2 separate regions of the Rattus norvegicus genome follow, and region 2 is linked to region 1. The links are chromatin contacts, called in public Hi-C maps. All regions are on one chromosome and are shown on one strand. The core of a region is the stretch at or near the end of the contact, and the rest is flanking DNA. Distances in the headings are between cores, read along the strand shown. Region 1 holds the start of Maml2 (mastermind-like transcriptional coactivator 2). Region 2 overlaps Maml2 (mastermind-like transcriptional coactivator 2).

Region 1 (5,675 bases), core at 2,027-4,526:
AGAATTAGGCTCTCAAGTGGACAGAATTAGAACTGACTTAGAGGTTCTTCTTGCATTGTTCTTCACACTCAGGCTATTAAAGAGTCCGGACAGTATATCCTCTTTGCATAGAACACCCCTCAGAAACAAGCTTATCCCTCTGAGCAGAAGCTGTCCTGTCACCTTTCTTTGGGAAGCAGTACTGACGATGCCCAAGGCACTGCCGCACAGCGCGTGCTGGTTACAGAACTTCACCAGGGTACACCACGTGTATTTTAACTTAAGTGATCAATACTTTCCCCTTCTCCAAAGGGCGTTTGCAGGCACTTATAGCATACACATTAGCCAGCAAAGTGTTACACTCAACACAGCCAGACCACATAAATCTGCCTATGCAATAACATTAAGAATTCTGACACGCAATCTCGGCGGAGGTCCTCTGAGATTATTAACATCGCTCTCAACACGAGAGGTGTCTGAGCAAAGTGAGAGTCTCTGGACGAGACGCTTGAATGTCTGGTCCTTCTCCCCTCTAGACAGCAGCAGCAGTAGCTTTAGGCAGAACTTGCCTCTCAGAGCAGAGTAGCATGGGAAGAAACAGAGCCTCACATGGAAAAGTTTAAGTACAGAGGGCGACCCAGTAACTACAAAAGGGTGTCAGTGCAACCCTTGGGATACCACACAGGCTAATCTAGGGGTGAGCATGAGAACGGAGACGTCACCTCCTCACCTAACGTACACTAACCCCCGCCACCCCTGGCTTCATGCCTACACTCAGGGAGGGTATTCCAGCTAGAGGCTATCTCAGACTTGGTTGGTCGGAGGGAGAGAGAAAAGTGAGTCCCTGGGAAAGGGTGGCACAGCAAACACCTTCAGCTTTTGCAACTGCAAACTGTTTAGTGGAGAAAGGCCAGACACCATGCCTTTGTTCTCTGACACCTCAGGCAAGGCTACGAACATACGTAAAGTTACAAGAACCACTGAAGCTGGTTTCATTTTGCATCCTGTAACACTCCAGTGAAAGAGAACTTTATCAACTTTCCTCCCAATGGGACAGAAGCAAAAACCAAGGAGGGCCTTGGGGGAAATGAGGAGGCTGGGAGGGAGAGCCGCAGGAAAAGTCCACCCTGTGGGCTCCTCTAGGCTTGGCACCCAGGGCAGATCAGGCTTCCCCTCTGGGGTTGGCCAGGGTGCCTGGCTCTCGGAATCATCCCCAGAAGCACTCACCAGGAGACTCTGAAGCACACAAAGCCACATTATTGGGAGACTTGCAGACAGATTATAAATTTACTGGGGACAATCAAGGCATTTAGTTACTTTTGGCTGCAGATGCTGGTGACACGCACATGCACACAAACCTCATTCTTCCCCCTCTTTCTTCTCCCCAGCACCCCTCTTTCAGAAGACAAACTTCCCCTTAGCTGGGAATTCCAGGGAGAAGTGAGGATGGAGCAGGTGGGCAAGAGAGGAATACAGGCCTAGAAACGAATACAAACTGAATAGTTTCATTCAAGGATAAAGCCCAGGCCAGTTTAATTATAGACAGCAGTTTCATCTGGATCTGGGGGACCCAGAGTCACAGTTCTAGGTGGCCCAAGGAAAAACGTTTGCCTTCTGGGGAGGAAGAACAGAAAGCTCTGGGAACTATGGGAATCACCACAGACGAAGGACATGGGGAGAGCAGCCAGGAAGAAGCAGTGGGCCGGCTGGAACAGGCCCTCTCCTCCTCAGGAGCTTCTTAGTGCCATCCCTCCTTGGGGCTTTCTGGATGTTTTGGGGCTTCCATGCCCATGATCTGTCGGGTGTCTCTCATCAGGCTTGGCTTAGGCTGACTGCAGTTGTCCCGGGAGCAGTCACAGAACCTCTTAGCTTAGCGGGAGAAGCCTGTGGGCTTGGCTTCCTACTTCTGCTGAAAGGCTCATGGCAGAGCAGTGTGTGGGAAGCCTGAACACTACAAGCAGGGGGTCACCTGACCAAGACTGATGACTCAAAGCTCTTTGCTCTGTGTGGCGTGTGTGCTTGGGGGTGGGGGTTGTTGTCTGAGCCTCTGAGGAAGCACTTCCAGTCAGAAAATTACTCAGGCTTTAGGGTTTGGTGTGCTGTTACCAGTAGGGACTAAAGACAAGGTGCTTCCTAGAACTACGGTAAACAGTCGTCAGTCTCTTCCACAAGTGCTGGGACATCCCAGCCTTAATTGGAGGGTCCAGAATAAAGACTGAATTGGGGCCTGTGGTGGGAGCCTATGAGAATCCTGGTAGTCCTCTTCCCAAGCTTTCCTGCAGTATCTGTCTGTGAGGTATTTTCCTCATGTTTTTGTTTAAAACTGTGGGAACACCTATGTAATAGTCAATCACAGACACCCCTTAACTCCAGGGAAAGGTCACAGAAGGGGAAGGGGCATGGAGCAAGATGAACAGGTCATCTGAACTAAGTTCCTGTCAAGTAAAGAATGTCTTCCTGGGCCTAATCAGAGCCAGTATGTAAAGCAGCAGGGTTCTCAAGGGTTTCCCAGCTGTAAGGTCTTCTTTCACAAACTAGACTGTGAGCCTCTGGAGAACCCAGGCTCTTACCTCTCGAGGAACACCCTTTGGGTGTAGGACAATGACAATGAGCAAGCCCTGGTGGCTTTGACAGTGAGAGCTTACAACCACATTCGCATACCCAGCGGCTTTTGAGCGACTGCTATCTTGGCCTTCTTCATGGCCATCCAGTCCATACGAGGCCAAGACAGCCACCACCTTCGCAAAAGGCCACATGACTACAGCCAGAATCATAGGAGAAAACCAGGTGCCTTACCGCAAGCAGGGCTGAGTTCCGCTGGTCCCCCGGGGTCGAAGCTGGCGGCTGCTGCTCTCGGTTTATCCCACCGTTATCATTACTGGTCAGCCGGTGCTGCTGATGGTGATGGTGATAGTCTGGTGGAGGTGGTGGGGCTGTGCTTGCTGCCTGGGAGGCCACAGGAGGGGCGGTAGGGGGCGGTGGAGGGGCTGTGGTGGTGGCAGTCGTGGCTGTAGCCTTAGCATGTTTGCTAGCCTTCCTTGCCCCCTGGCCATGCTGGACCAGGCTAAGAAGCTGCATGGTGCTTTCCCTTTCTCGGTCTGAGCTCTCAGCCCTACCACGTTCATAGCGTCCTTCACAGCTCAGGTGGTGCTGTCGGCAGACAGCAATGCGAGCCCGCAGGCGTTCCACAATGGCACTGTGCACTCTCGGGGTGACTGAACCCCCTCCAAGGAGCCCCGCCCCAGAAGCCCCCCCCAACCCTCCTGCGGGGGCCTGCGGGGGCGCTGTGTCCCCCATCTTGTTGGACACAATGATTACTGCCTCTGGTGTGGTGAGGTGCAAGAGGCTGGTGTTGGCTATTGCGGGCAAAGCGGGTTTCAGTGTTCAGGGCCACATGAATAGAGGTCTTCTGAGGGTGGGGAGAGAGTGGAGAAGGTGTGGGGGAGGGGTCTTCAGAGAGTGGGGAGGCAGTGGAGAAGGTGTGGGGGAGGGGAGCGAGTAACAACAGGGTGGGGAGAAAGATTAGAAACCAATTGGAGAGAGGAAGTTGGAAACAAACCCTGATCAACTTACTCTAATTGCATTTGACAGCTCAGGAGAAGTTGGACAGAGTTGGTAGATTTTTTTTTCTCCCCTACCAGGCTGACAAGAGCCTCTAGGTACTTAGTAAACACAAAGTCTGGGGGACCGTTCAAGAATTCAGGGATTGTCAAGGAAGAAGCAGAAGCACATAGCAAAAGGAATCAGAAGAGTCATTAATAGAGATCCGGGCTCCCCCTCACCTCGCTTTTTCGGGAAATTATTTATAGGGGTGTTTCTGCAGAGAAACACATTTCTCCCGGGGGCTATGAACCGGCAGCCTTCACTTTTACTCAGGTTAAAAAATAAACAACAGGACTGTTTCCCAAGGCTTCTGAAGTCATGTTCAAACTGTGCGAAATCCAGGAAGACTATGTTGGTTTCTCCGTCCCTTTCTCTCCCTCCGGTGTTGGTGCTTTCTCCTTCTTGGGGGTAGAGTAGGATGCAGTCTTCTCCCCAAAGAAGACAGCTTTTCAGTCTTAACAACGTCTGTAATTGGACTTCAGAACCATGCTCTTTTCTTCAAGCTAATCCAATCACCGGCAAAAATCCCGATCCCCTCTTAGGTTTCTTAGTCTTAAATGAAAGCAGGCTCAAGTGGCTGGCTACCGAGAGAGCTCCTTCAACACATTTCCCCCTTTCCCACTTAATTTTAATTCCTCACCCCCCACTTCTATTCTAACACAGTATCAAGAGAGACAAAGTCTTCCGAGAGTAATTTACAAACGATGGTCAAACTTACAAACTTCCAGCAAATTGCACCGAGTCATGTCCAGCCACTTTTCTGTCCACTTTTGTACATTCCACGCCGGGCCAGTGCCTCAGAGGGTCTGGACTCCCAAAGGCAATGTGGCTCTATCTCTTGTAATGCTTCGCGTTATAGATTGGGGGGGGGGGAGAAGAAAAAAAGTCGCTTGTATTTTCCTTTCTCTTTCAGGTCCCTTCCGAGCGCTTTCCTGACACCGACTCCCGCTCCTCGGACTCACGGCGAAACACAGGCTTTCATTGTGCTGCGATACGAGAGGGAGAGAAAGAGAGAGAGAGAGAGTGAGTGAGACAGAGGGAGAGAGGGAGCCAGCAGGCTGCAGATGGGGGAGGAGGGCGGGAGCTCCGGCTCCCTGGTGGAAGGCTGGTGCCGCTGCTCCAGTGAGTAATCGCAGCCAGGCGCCGGGGAACGGAGTGCAGAGGCCTCCCAGTGGCTGAAGAGGCAAACCCTCCGGAACAGCATCTCTCTAGGCTGGCTCTGGCCTCAGCCTCAGCCTGGGTGCTGGGGTGGGGGGAAGATTGGGGAAATTCCCCAGTCTCCTCGTAAGTGTTCGAGCAGCTCTCAATGCTGAAGAAACTCCCAGTCAGGGACTGTATTTTTCCCCTTCCAGGCTCGCAGTCCGCCCTCCTGAGGATATGATTTTCGCTTTTCAATAAGCTGTAAACGACACCACTGAGCACCCCAACAAGAGCTGGGTGAGCCTAGAGTAAAAGCTCATTAGCACGGTGAGGAAGTTGGTCAGTGATTGCTGTGAGGTGCAGAGAGGGAAGTCCACCGCTGGCTGTCTCCTAAAGGGACCCATTGGTGGAGGCCAGAGAGTTTGGGCAACAGGCTGGGTGGTGATGGAGCAAATAAATCATCGGGGATAAATAAACGTTTTATAAGACTGATATTGTCATTACCTCGAGGAAGGAAAAAAATTTCTTTTCCTTTGAAAAGTCAACAAATACAAGGTGTATTGTCCGTGGCAGTTTGGTTGTCAAACTAATGTGCCACGTGATTTCAAGAACATTCATAACAACCAAAACAAAAAAAATAGCTTTTGATTTCTTATCTTCATATCTTCATATGATGTAGCTTGTAAAATACTCAAGCAGACTGGACAAATCTGTGTGTTTATCAATTACGGAGAATAAACTAAGATGTGCACAGTATTAGAAGTCAGGACCAACAAAAACTCGAGTTGTTTGGATCTGAGGTCTCCAGACACAAAGCTTCATTCACTTGAGCGACTAGAATTTCAGCAGGACGATCCTGCTTCAAACGTGAGCTGTGGGTAGAAGCAAACAAAATTCAGGTAATAAGCTCGAATTGTGACTGCTTTTAGCTGCTGAGGCATCTCTTCAACCCC
Region 2 (5,675 bases), core at 2,246-4,745, 34 kb before region 1:
ATGAAGCCGGCGACTCACACCTTCCACAGGCGACAGCACCTCCTTCTCAGGCATCTGAATCATTTCCCCAAATGGTGGTTTGTTTATGCATTAGCATTATAGAAAATTCACATAATTTACCAATACGTAAGTTGATCGAAGTATCATGTAATGTCAGAATATCAGATGTCTTTTCCCACGCCAGCCTTTGCAGAATTAGAGTCACCTCTTCCACAGAGACAGTCGCCTATGGACCAGACCACAGAGGAAGACGGGGAGAAACCATGTTCTGCGAGTTTTGCTGAGGTCTGTTATCCACAAATAGCAGTTGAGATAGCCCCTTGCAACAGCACTGGTTTGTTCCAGTGTGTGTGTGTGTGTGTGTGTGTGTGTGTGTGTGTGTGTGTAGGCAAGGTGTGAAGGTCAGAGGTCAATTTGCTGGAGTTAGTTCTCTCTTTTTATGATGTGGATTGCAGGCACTGAACTTAGGTTGTCAGACTTGGTGGCAAGGGCCTTTGCCAGCTGAGCCATCTTGGAGTCCTAAAACTTCTTACACAAAAGGGGAAAGGTCTATTATTTTCCTCCTTTGAACTCTTCTAAGGCCAAGGGTCTGTCTGAGAAATAATGATTGTATAAGCAAATCAGACTCCAGATGAGGCCAGATGAGGCAGAACATAAGTTATGAACTGAGTGTCCCACAGGAACAGAGCCAAACACCCAAGTACAAATGGTACCCAAACAGGTTGGACATGAGGCCCTAAGATTACCTGGTGCCTGAAGAATCTCCATGACTCCTTTCTCACCCTAAGCTGCTTGGGTTGGTACAGCACCATGGTAATGGACCTCTGCCCAGAGTATCTGAGAAAACAAAAACAAACCAAACCAAACCAGGGAACTACTGTTCCAGGTCAACACTCCCACCAGTAAATGTGTGCACAGTTCTTGTGTATGGAGAAACAGTTTTGGAGACGCAGATCAGTCTACACATCTACTTCTCTTCCAATCAGGAATCAAATAACACAGCTTTGAATCGCAAGCCTGCCTTAGTCTGATCTCAGGAGAGGGCTGGTTATGCTGAAGTTCAGCACTCCCTCCTGCTCCTCAAAATGAGAAGTCAGGTTAACTTCCATCACACTTAGATTTCTAGAAAAAGTCTAGAGTCTTCTCGACACTGGGATCCACATGTTTCTGGGTTACATAGGAAGCTCTGAATGTCCACTGCGGGCAGATGGCCATTGAAAGATTTTAAGCAGGGACATACACAAAAAGTTATATTTTAGAAATGTAACTGGCCAAAGAGTGGAAGACAGGTGGAGGAGAGAGGTCAGCTTGGAAGAGTTGCAATAGTTAAAATGCAAATGAGCTGAGGTGGACCTAGCAAGTGAGAGGTGGCTCTCCCTGGGCTGAAGGAGCTCAAGGATCCTCAAAGAGAAAAAAAGGAAGCAGCCAACCACTGAATGCTGTGTGCACTGTTACACATTAGGCTGTTTTTGCTTTTACTTAAGAAGCTACTGACTCAACCAGTTTTTGCAAATTCCAAAGTTCTGAAAGTTACAATTCCCTGGGCTGAGAATAACATCCCAAAATATCATTATTAAGTCAAGAAATCCTCATTTACCAAGAGGGAAATAGGGTTGTACCATTTGTAACAACTTCTTGATGCAAAAACAGAGGTCTGCGGCCAAAGAAGACCACTTCCACCCATTCAGAAGCAATTTTGTATAATTCTCTTAAATTAAAACCACTGCATTTTAAAACAACATGGGGACAATGAAAATATCAGAAGTTGCCAAAAGCTAGAGGGCAAAGAGGCATGGGCAGGGAGAGTTCACGGGGTTTGGAGTACTGAAGAGATTCTACAATGCCACAACTGAGGGTACAGTTGTATAGCTATAAAACCTCACAGATTATACATGTATGTAGAGAAGTGGTAACATGTCAGCCCAGGTTCAGTAACCCCGGTACATGGACAGCCTGGTGCAGGGTACTGATGATGCTGTAGCCCATGCATGTGTGTGTATGAGTGCGGGGACTGAATACAGCTCTAAACATAAGCTGTCTCCATGGCAAACATCGATTGAACTTTAATTGCTTGTAAGGACAAGCAATATTTATCCTGTATAAAATAAACTTGAAAGTCTACTAAATGAGAGAAACCTGTTAAATATGTAACCCACCAATGGATGGGCCATTTCTCCAGGGCCCTGGGTGACCTCTAAGTTGCTAGCCAGTCATCTCGCCCACGAAGGGGACATGTTGCCTGTTAGAAAAAGTTTCCACAACTTTCTTGGTTAACTCTTCTGAATATTACCAGAACTTGGAAATCCAATCCCTGAAAGTTAAGGGAGATGAAAACATCTGTCTCTGGGCAAAAGCTGTCCCTTGCAGGTCAAACTGGGTGAAAGAAAATAGCCAACCTGGCAACCAAGTGAACCGACAAAGCAGCAAACCCTGCGGAAGGAGATCCCAAGGCATCAGGTCTGCTCCCACAGAACGAACTTTAAAGGTCCCGTGGAGAGCTTGTCCCAGTATTTTAGCGCATGAAACATGACTCTCTTTATGTGTACTCAGATCCTGTAAGTTTGTAAGTACATTCTGGAGAAAATGGAGCCCTTTCCTTGAAGCTTTGCATTGACCGTGCCCTCCCCGGCCCACAGTGTTGAAGGGGAAGGGTGAGTATGCTGGTATCTGTTTGAGGCTAGAAAGGACAACTGTGAACTTCTCTCTTTCTCCAAGAATTCTCTGGAATGGATGAGAACTCTTCAAAAGACTGGGCTCCAAGAGAACTTCTAGGCAATGTCTACGGGCACAGAGCACAGTGGAGTCCTGATCTGGACCTGAAGGGCTGAGAGGACTGCTGCTACAGGGGGGCCTTGATTATCTGAAAGAGCAACACAGTTCACGAAGCTCCAAAACTTTCTTTTATGTAAACTTAGATATGAAATTTTTACATGAAGAAATCTCCCGCTTTCAGTAATGGTTGATGATGCATGCAGACTTGATCAGGTTAGATCAGGTTCTGGGTTAAATCAGAAGGTCAAATGTCCAACTCCCCTGCATCAGCAGAAGTCCAGAAGAGCCAGTCTAGAGACTCTATTTGAAAGATACCGTCTTGATCAATTAATTTTTTTCACACTAAAGCAGTTGATCCAGTGAACATGTGCCGGATGGAGATCAGGTGGGAATTATGGGTGGAGTGGTTATCTGACAGCATTGTAATCTTTACCAGGGTTCTTTATATGTACATAGTTTTGCTTCTTTGTGGGTGTGGGCACGAGGAATTGACTTGGTTCTCCTCCAAAACTAAAGGGCTGATCCCATAGATCACCAAAATGCTGGATCTGCCGATAACTGCTGAGCCTAAATAAAGCAAACACCCATTCTTCGTCGGGTCCTGGTCTGAGAGCCATCCTGCGCTTTGTGACTACATAGGATCTGTTCTGTGCACTCCCTCAGCTCACTCATGGTGCTGTAATAAGTCACAGAAGCTTGGCATCTCGCCCAACAAAACACAAACTCTCCTGAAGTCCTGAGCTTTCCCATGGCAACATCACAGTCACCAACACAGCAAACAATTGCTCTGCTCCCCACTCCTGCTCCCCCTTGCCAGCAGCGCAGGATATCACCATGGCCGCCCAGAGAACAGGGCTAATTACCATATATGAAAGGACATAGTGCTGTGGATCCGCTCACCCTCAGCACTGAACTTAAAGTGAGATCAAAGCAGGATAAGCTTGGAGAGTTTTCCTTATGCTTCCACTCTGAAAGAAGAGCGAGGAGCTGTGTGTAAAGTATATTCCGAAGGATTAATGGTCTCGCTGCCCGGATTACCAAGTGGCCCTGGCTCAACCACAACCTTCATACAAAACTCCCATTCACATCCAGCCCAGGGGCTCCGCACAGCCTGAGGGAGAGCCATCTTAAAGCTGCAGCTCCCATACATGCCTGAGTCTGCAAAGTTGGAACCGCTTTCAGCCAGCTGTGTCTCCAACAGGAATGGCAGGTCTGCTCTGGGGCAAGGTGCTTCAGTAGCAGGCTGGGTGGCATCTCCTTTATACCCTCCTTTTAGATTTGACTGGTATCCTTGAGGCGACTCATATAAAGTGTCTGTTTCCCTCAAATTCCCCACAATGCTAATCTCTCCTACAGTAATCTGACTTCTGTCCACTCATTACAATGATCTACAAAGCACAGGGAAACAAATGACTGTGACTCATAGGTAGGTGGGATTTATGGGTGGGCATAAGGTCACATTTCTTGTAATTTTTAAGTTTTGATTGTCTCCCCTCTGGAGTTGTGGCAAAAACTCTCCACACCATCACAGAGGACGCTGGCCTTTTTGCAGTTGTAGACTCAGCATTTATACAGTGCTGTAGAAAAATGTAGGAACGCCTGACATCAGAATTGAACTCAGCCTTGATGGCATGCCATTTGAAGAGAGTTGGGGTGTTACTGGATATAAAAAAAAGTATAGTATACTAATTGAAGGTGATATCTTAAACCAGGAGGGGAGTAGAATCCAGGGGTTTGCTAAACCGTAGCAGAATTCTGGAGTGGAATGGAAGCCTTTCAAACAGACATATGGGCAACTGGTATGCCACTCAAGACTCTATGTATTTAAATGCTAGCCATCAAGGTCTGTTTCAGTGACAATTTAAATTATTGTGTCATATCCTTGCAAGGCTCCAGGGACTTGGACCTGACTGAGGTGGCGAGAGAATGGAGAAAGACAAACGTATAGATACACAGAAATAGCTAAGGTTTGGGTGACTGGAGTCTCTGATAGGAAAACCACAGCCTTTTCTCTCTCCAAAAAGCTCACTGTGTTTATTTTATACAGTTGAACAGGAGTCAAAGTTTTATCATACAGCCGATAAAAGAGGCGGGGTTATTACATATACATAAACAGGGAGGTAGGGCTATACAGCAGAGCAAAGCGATGGCTTAGCTAATCTCAGTAGGAGCAGTCTCTTTAGGGGACCATTTCTGGAGGAGAATGCTATGGTGAACATTTTCTACACTCCATCAACATCTGCACATGGACAAAAGGAAGGCTTTGCCATTTCTCTGAGCCTTAGAAGGGGAAGGCTTTGCCATTTTCCCATGAGTCCAAGGCTAGAGTCCTTGACTTGGCATGAACACGTTAAGAGCACACACTCACTTAGGCTTCCTATGCTGACTAGTATGATATCATTCTAAGTGCTGGCATCAGCTTTTCAACCTCATAGCAGATTGTACTGTATTCTCCATTATCCAATCATTCCCCTAAACAATCAGTGTAACTACGGGAGGCTTTAACCGAAACCTACTTTGGACATAAAAATGTTAAATTAATGAACAAAGGCATGAGTTAGAAGTGTTCAATGTTCTCAGAAGACATGTCTCAAAACCATTTCCATGAATAATACCTAGTCACTTGATTTAGCTAAAATCTAAAGAAAGGAGTCTCCATGGGGGAAGCCTTGGTGTTGTGTTATTTTGGTTTATTTTTGAAGTACGTTTGCTTTGTTTCCTCCAGGTCCTTAATAGAACCTAAAATCTTTGAGGTCAGAGATCACATCCGTACCATGCTGCCTTACACATAATAGACATGGAGCAAACACTTAGGAGATGAAAGATTCTCATTTGTGCGCAGTTCAGGGAAGCACGTATGTTCTGCGTGCTTCTGCTCTGTGTACTTCTGTCCAAACACGAAG

The links. Hi-C and Micro-C count contacts between places; a contact is called where the count stands out from the background.
Region 2: a Hi-C map of the A7r5 cell line shows a contact between it and region 1, with 2.0 times the contacts expected there. The contact joins the enhancer-like site here to the promoter of Maml2 in region 1. A contact is called at or near these places in 4 of 12 Hi-C or Micro-C datasets (the A7r5 cell line, Schwann cells, hepatocytes and 1 more).

The regions. Positions count from the first base shown.
Region 1 is chr8:18,550,081-18,555,755 of GRCr8, reverse strand. Maml2 (mastermind-like transcriptional coactivator 2) reads right to left here and starts at 3,276. Exons shown (of 5, transcript XM_008765997.4): 1 at 2,776-3,276. The coding sequence starts at 3,276. It also overlaps a transcript of Ccdc82 not described here.
Region 2 is chr8:18,584,106-18,589,780 of GRCr8, reverse strand. The region is part of intron 1 of Maml2 (mastermind-like transcriptional coactivator 2); the gene reads right to left. It also overlaps a transcript of Ccdc82 not described here. Among named protein-coding and RNA genes, the nearest start is that of Maml2, 34 kb to the right of the region's middle. Within about 2 kb of position 3,495, at least 60 of the 93 cell types and tissues checked have an H3K27ac peak or open chromatin away from gene starts, as enhancers often do. A contact at or near this core is called in the A7r5 cell line and Schwann cells, where this site is marked.